Regions from separate parts of the Gossypium arboreum genome. Here region 1 is linked to region 2. Evidence: chromatin contacts called from public Hi-C data. All regions are on one chromosome and are shown on one strand. Each heading gives the region's core, a stretch centred on a gene start, on an enhancer-like site or on the middle of the called end of the contact. The rest is flanking DNA. Distances are from core to core; before and after follow the strand shown. Region 1 holds the start of LOC108483574 (3beta-hydroxysteroid-dehydrogenase/decarboxylase). Region 2 holds the start of LOC108482411 (DNA cross-link repair protein SNM1).

Region 1 (3,255 bases), core at 669-3,168, 140 kb before region 2:
TATGATAAACAGAAACAGATTAAGAATACACATAATCTGCAAAAAAGTGCCTTAGTGCACAGCCTCAAAATAAAAATAAAACAAAATTAACAAAAATAGCATAGTAAAACATACTAATATGCAATCTTTCGGCTTATCCGAAACTTTTATGATTTGAAGGGTGTAATGGGAAAGAAAGATGCAACAAAAGTTAGCAATCTCAGAAAAAAGTGCTAATCCTGAATAATCAACCTGGATCTTGAGAAAGTTACCTATGACTTGCTTTTACAAAGAGATAACATGAACATGGTATCAGCATTAGCTTAAAAGAAAAAGGGTTGAAGCTAATCTAGAAATCAAAATGGAGAAAGAAGAGTACCTCTGATAGCCAAGACCTTCAAGTATTAGAGAAACAAACTCCCAAAACTTGATAGGCTCCAAATTGGTTATAAAATATGCCTGCCAAATTATCATATAACCATTATCAAGCAAGGAATTGACTTTAGCAACAGAATACTAAAACCAATCTCCAGATAGGTAAAGCAAACTATGTCTTGCACACTAAACTTCATTTCCATTTGATAGCAAATACAGATTACAAAAGCAGAAGGCAATTAAAAGAGTACCTTCCCTGCAGCTTTTTCTGCAACTTCTCCTCCAGATGCTAGAGCTCGTTCAGCACAAATATGAGCATGAGCCACATTCTCAACATAAGTGAAATCATATACATTGTTGCCATCACCAATTATGAACTAATCAGTTAAAACAAAAACAAATAAGAAGACACAACAAAGAGGCATACACTATGAAAAATAATGACAAAAAGTCACATAACCACCTTGGATTTCCCTGCTCTGGCTGCCGCAACCAAAGATGGAACCAACAACCCATCTCCAGGGCCAAAAATACTGCTAGGACGTATGCAACAAGTTAGAAGCCCGTTAACTCCATTTGACTTGACGACCAATGCCTCTCCCAACGCCTTTGTAGCTGAGTATGAATCATTATGCTGAAAAAATGAAATAGTGAATCAATTGCAAACAATTAAAAAACATATACCAAATCCTACTTAAAGAAAAGCAAATTGATTGAAATTAGTACTTTATCTGGATAAGGCAAGGATTCATTCCCATTAAAGATTGCGTGAATCCCATCGAAAACAACACTCGGGGAACTCGTATAGATAAGCCTTTTCACTTTAAGTTCAGTGCAAGCCTCAATAACATTTTTAGTACCTGCAGATTGCAGTAAAAGATATATATATATAAAAAAAGAGAAATTGAAATAAATTCCGAAACACTAAAAGATACCTTGAACATTAACCGAATGTTGAAGCTGATAATTATTAATCGACGAATTAGGAGCCGCCATATGGAAAACAACCTCGACTCCTTCCAAAGCTACATAGACAATTAAAAAACAGTTCCAAAATGAGTGTTACTTATAAATCGACTGAAAATAATGCGGTTTTTTGAAGTAATAGAGACCTTTGAGTACTTGAGCTTTATGGCGAAGATCAGTGGAGACGTACTGAGCACGACCGGACCGTAAAGCTTGGCCGAGAAGTCCATTCTCCTCGTGCGATTGGAGGTCAATTTTAGAAGGCAAGTCGGCAATTCGAACAGCGAACATATCGTATTTTATTAACATTTCGACCAAATGACGAGCGGCGAATCCTCTGCCGCCCGTTACCACGCACCATCTCTCCTCGCCCGACATTTTGCCCCAAAATTTCGCAGCAGCTGGAAATATAAAAGAAGGAGACGAGGAGCTAACAATAAGGGGAATTGGAGAGTCGGACAATTTGAGAGATCTCGATCTGAACTTGAGAAGAGTGAACTCTGTAACCTGTGACTTGTGAGTTGTGAGCCAGCGAACGAGGCAGCAGGCCCTTCCTGGCTGATTCTTTTCTCATTTTATTTTACCCGTTTTCCTTTTAATATATAATAAGAATAATGAGAAAACTATTAATATAGACACTTTTGTTATTTAAAATTATATTTTAGTCATTTATGTTTGAAATATTACGTTTTAATCACTTATATTAACGTGTTATAATATTTTAGTCACTGAGTTGTAAATTGCCGTTAACGGTTTAAGGGTAAGCTAACATGGCACGTTAAATCATCATTTCAAACAAAAATTTTAAGTTAAAGTATACAATTGATCCTCATATTTTTTTTTGTTTTGAGTAATCTATTTTTTTCTTTTATATTCTTTTAACTTTCCTTTTTTTTTTCTTTTTTTTCCATTCTCCCTCTGTTTTCATCCCCTCCCTCTCTCTCTCTTTTAACGTAGTTTTTCTATATTTTCCATTTATTAAAACTGTTTTATGTTTATGAAAAAAGAAAAGGCGAACGTTGAAACCAAAATAACACTTGCTTCGTGAGGGTGTGCCTCATATTTACGAGACGGTGTCGTGATGACGTGACAAACGACGTCCCAACGAGAGGAAAACAATGTCGCGACGTGGTGACGTGTTCCCAAATTCAATTGGGTTTTCTTCTCCTAGTTAAACTCTACTATTTATTCTTTAATTAAACTCTGATTATTCTAGGAATATTATAGTCACTGGGTTGTAAATTGCCATTAACGGTTTAAGGGTAAGCTAACGTGGCACGTTAAATTATCATTTCAAACAAAAATTTTAAGTTAAAGTATACAATTGATCCTCATATTTTTTTTGTTTTGAGTAATCTATTTTTTTCTTTTATATTCTTTTAACTTTCCTTTTTTTTCTTTTTTCCATTCTCCTCTATTTTCATCCCTCCTCTCTCTCTCTTTTAACGTAGTTTTCTATATTTTCCATTTGTTAAAACTGTTTTATGTTTATGAAAAAAGAAAAGGCGAACGTTGAAACCAAAATAACACTTGCTTCGTGTGGGTGTGCCTCATATTTACGAGACGGCGTCGTGATGACGTGACAAACGACGTCCCAACGAGAGGAAAACAATGTCGCGACTTGGTGATGTGTTCCCAAATTCAATTGGGTTTTCTTCTCCTAGTTAAACTCTACTATTTATTCTTTAATTAAACTTTGATTATTCTAGGAATATTATAGTCATATTAGGACTCTAGTTGTGTCCTATTTAAAGGGGTTATTATATCCCTATTTTGATAGGCCAATCAACAAAGGGTTTTTCTTTGAGGGCGACAAGATGTAGTCGCATATGAGTTTGGGTGAGAGTTTTGTGGTAATTACCGAGAGTATTTTATACCCTGTTTGTAAGTACTTTATAAGATTTAGGGTTTTGTTTACTGATTTGTTCTTTCAAA
Region 2 (3,278 bases), core at 513-3,012:
TAAGCATTAAAATGCTTACCCGTTGCTTTGGCTCTCTGTTTTATAGATTTTGCTCGTTAGCTATCGGATTCGGGATCATCGAAGTCGAAGTCATCCACACTATCAAAGCCCCCATTTTGGTACAATTTTGGTTGAACTTTGAAATGGCATGTATAGGACTACCCTTTGGTTGTAGGTCATGTACCTTTCGGTTTTGTGTAAACTTGGATAGCCATACGTTTTTAGCATAGTACTATAATCGTTTGTATGTTGATCATTATGAGGTATGGAATGGTTTTGAAACGATTAGCCATTGGAATGGTTAATCATGATCACACTTTGTGCTATGTATGCAAAAAGGGCCAATTGAATCATGGAAACCATGAAATAGGTAAAGCCTACCTTAAAGGCAGATGCTGACAGCAGCAGTGATGTGGATGTGAAAAATCACTAAAAATAGTAGGAATGGTATTAAATAGTGAATAAATTATGTAAATGAACCTTGATGAATCTACTTTCATATGGAAGAAACGAAACGGTCATATGAGTTATATGTTAAGAGATATTAAAGTTCTCGTGAAACAGGGCCAGAACGGTTTCTGGATCCCCTGTTCCGACTTTGGAAATTCATTGTAAATTAACCAGAGATAATTAGGAGTCATGCCATATATGTATAGATTCCTCTCTGAGTCTAGTTTCTATGGAAACAAACGGCATCAGTATTGAAGCCCTGTACAGGGAGATATCCAATTCGTAATGCATGAAGGTCAGTGTAGTCGAACCCTGGATTAGGGGAGAATTTAACTAATAAACTGTACTAATTGGCCCGACCAAAAATTCTAGAAAAAAAATATGTTGATGGACTTATGAGTCTAGTTTCAGGGAAAATTTACGAAACTGATTTTCAAGCTTTAAAACTCAAGATATGATTTTTAAGGCGACAGTGACGTAGTAGCCAGCTAGTCTGGAAATTTTTTTTTATGGACAGTGAAACAATTAAGTTAAGTCTGTGTGCACCTTGTGTTCGACTCCGGTAACGGACTCGGGTACGGGGTGTTACAACACCATTAAAGTTCAACAATATAAAACCAGCATCAATCTTCAAAATTATATAGGATATACTAAATTGATTTCGTATAATAACAAGATAAGATCTTGAGAATTTAATGTATTTAATTTAGATGGTTTACCATTACTGAAAAGAAACCTATTATTTCTACTAATTTAATGAAAAAATAGAAAAAAAAAGGAAATCAAAATGGGAGAAAAAATAATTACAGGCAGATGAATCAATTGCAAATCTGGGAAAATCTTTGGCATATTAGAGATTTAGATGGAGACGGAGATAACCCTTTTGGTAAAACATAGATTTGCCATTTCCATTTTCAAGACTTTGAACTAGTCTTGTTAGGGTTACTAAAAGAGGCAGAGGAAATTGAAAGGAATAACAAAAAAGATAAAGGTTTATCTGAGGGAGGATTGCTACTGGTAGGAGACAAAGGAAGCAAAGGAGGTCAGGATTGAGATCAGGTTGAGTAAGAGCTTTTTGAGATGAGAAAATCGGAGGATAAAATGAAAACGAGACTTATATTAATTGCGTATTTAGTGGTGATGAAACGGAATAAGAATGCCTCCTATTCCATGCTTAAACACATAATAGAATAGGCCCGTAATAGGCATTCTATTGAACCAAACTATGGTTTCTGGTAGGCCCACAAAATTGGATTGTAACCAAGCATGCCCCTAATATTTTAAAAATTTAGTTAAAACGTTGAATGGGGTAGGTACGGTGACTTAGCAGTAGCCATCTTTTTTTTGTTTGGTTCTTTCCTTTTAAGGGAATGCCCCGTTTTCCCTCCAATGTGCCCCGTGAAAATAATTTAAATCCTAACCGTCCCGAGTTCCTCAAATCCAGTCTCTACCGTTTCGGCCACGCTCCGCTGAGTCCTCTCCCCAACATAGAGCAATGCTCTCAAGATCCACTGCATCCCAGCTTATCTACGCCGCTGCCGGCGACGACGACGACGACGATTTTCAAATTCCCCCAACTCAAACCCTTTCAGCTTCCCTAAAACCTACCTCACACAAAACCCCCCTTAAACCTTCCAACACTCCCCACCCTCCTTTCAAGAAACGCAAGCACTCCGCTAACCCTGGGAAAGAAAACGCCGTCGTTTCCGCCATTCCAGCAACTCGATCCGATGATCTCCCCGATCTTCACGATATTTGCGGCTTGGATTTAATACCTTCCAGCATCGATTCTAGTTTTGATTCAACCTCTGCTCAAAATAAGGAATCTGATACTGGAAAATGTGACGAGAAGAAAATGGAGTCATTGGAATTGACTAAAGGTTATATGTGTAATTCAGTAGAGTGGAGATTGATAAGGCCGATATCAGAATTAAGCGAGGGATTCCGTGAAGTTTGCGAGGAAGATGAGGAGCTTGATGAGTTACTTAAGCTATGCGATGAGGTGGAAGAAAAAGAAGAAGTGTCTCGAGAAGAAGAAGAAGACAATGGAGTTGAAAATGAAAGAAATGGTGAAGACAATGGTTCAGTTCCGTGTCCGCTTTGTGGGGTTGATATTACGAATTTGAATGAAGAGCAGCGGCTAGTTCACACCAATGGTTGTCTCGACAAGGTGGAGAATCCGCCTCCAAGAGTAAGTTCAATATTCATCTTCCTATGGTATAGTAATGCTTATTTGCTCTTCTTTGTGGTAATTGGCTTCCTGTTGTACATGTGATTATTCGTAGGTTGTTGTTCATTCTAGTGTTGACAGTGAGCTTCATAGCTTTCCTGAGGTTGTAGATGGTCCCCTTTCGTCTCCTCGACAAGTTGTTGATGTCTCCCCTGTTGTTAATTGGTTAAGTGGTCTTGGTTTAGCAAAATATGCCGCAGCTTTTGTCCGAGAAGAGGTTGATTGGGACACTCTAAAGTGGTTGACCGAAGAGGTATGCTGCTTAGACTGTCTCTTGGATACTCGTATTGAGTATAGTACTTCCATATGTTTTACGGCTCTGGAATAGGAAATGGTTTAGGAATGTGGATATCACCAGAATTTTTGTGGATCGGAAATTATCATTGTGGTAATTTAACAAAGAGATTATTGTTACAAAACTATTTGCGATAAGCATGAGAAGTTGCTAAAATATGAAATTTATGACTAGAAATTTCGTACTGTGCTAAAATCACGGAAGCTAGTTAATTATTTCTGAATAATATGAAGCCATCTTTCTTGTAGGTCCCAGATTGTCGTACTGTTGTAGTGTTGGCTGTTGTTTCATAGATGTTTCTTT

Evidence for each region. A called contact is a pair of places that touch in the nucleus more often than the background predicts.
Region 1: a Hi-C map of leaf shows a contact between it and region 2, with 5 times the contacts expected there. The contact joins the promoter of LOC108483574 here to the promoter of LOC108482411 in region 2. A contact is called at or near these places in 2 of 5 Hi-C or Micro-C datasets (both in leaf).

The regions. Positions count from the first base shown.
Region 1 is chr6:118,153,432-118,156,686 of ASM2569848v2, reverse strand. LOC108483574 (3beta-hydroxysteroid-dehydrogenase/decarboxylase) reads right to left here and starts at 1,918. Exons shown (of 12, transcript XM_017787042.2): 1 at 1,467-1,918; 2 at 1,290-1,379; 3 at 1,081-1,214; 4 at 818-988; 5 at 606-731; 6 at 359-438. The coding sequence starts at 1,698.
Region 2 is chr6:118,015,220-118,018,497 of ASM2569848v2, reverse strand. It overlaps LOC108482411 (DNA cross-link repair protein SNM1), which reads left to right and starts at 1,762. Exons shown (of 10, transcript XM_017785538.2): 1 at 1,762-2,641; 2 at 2,736-2,933. The coding sequence starts at 1,946.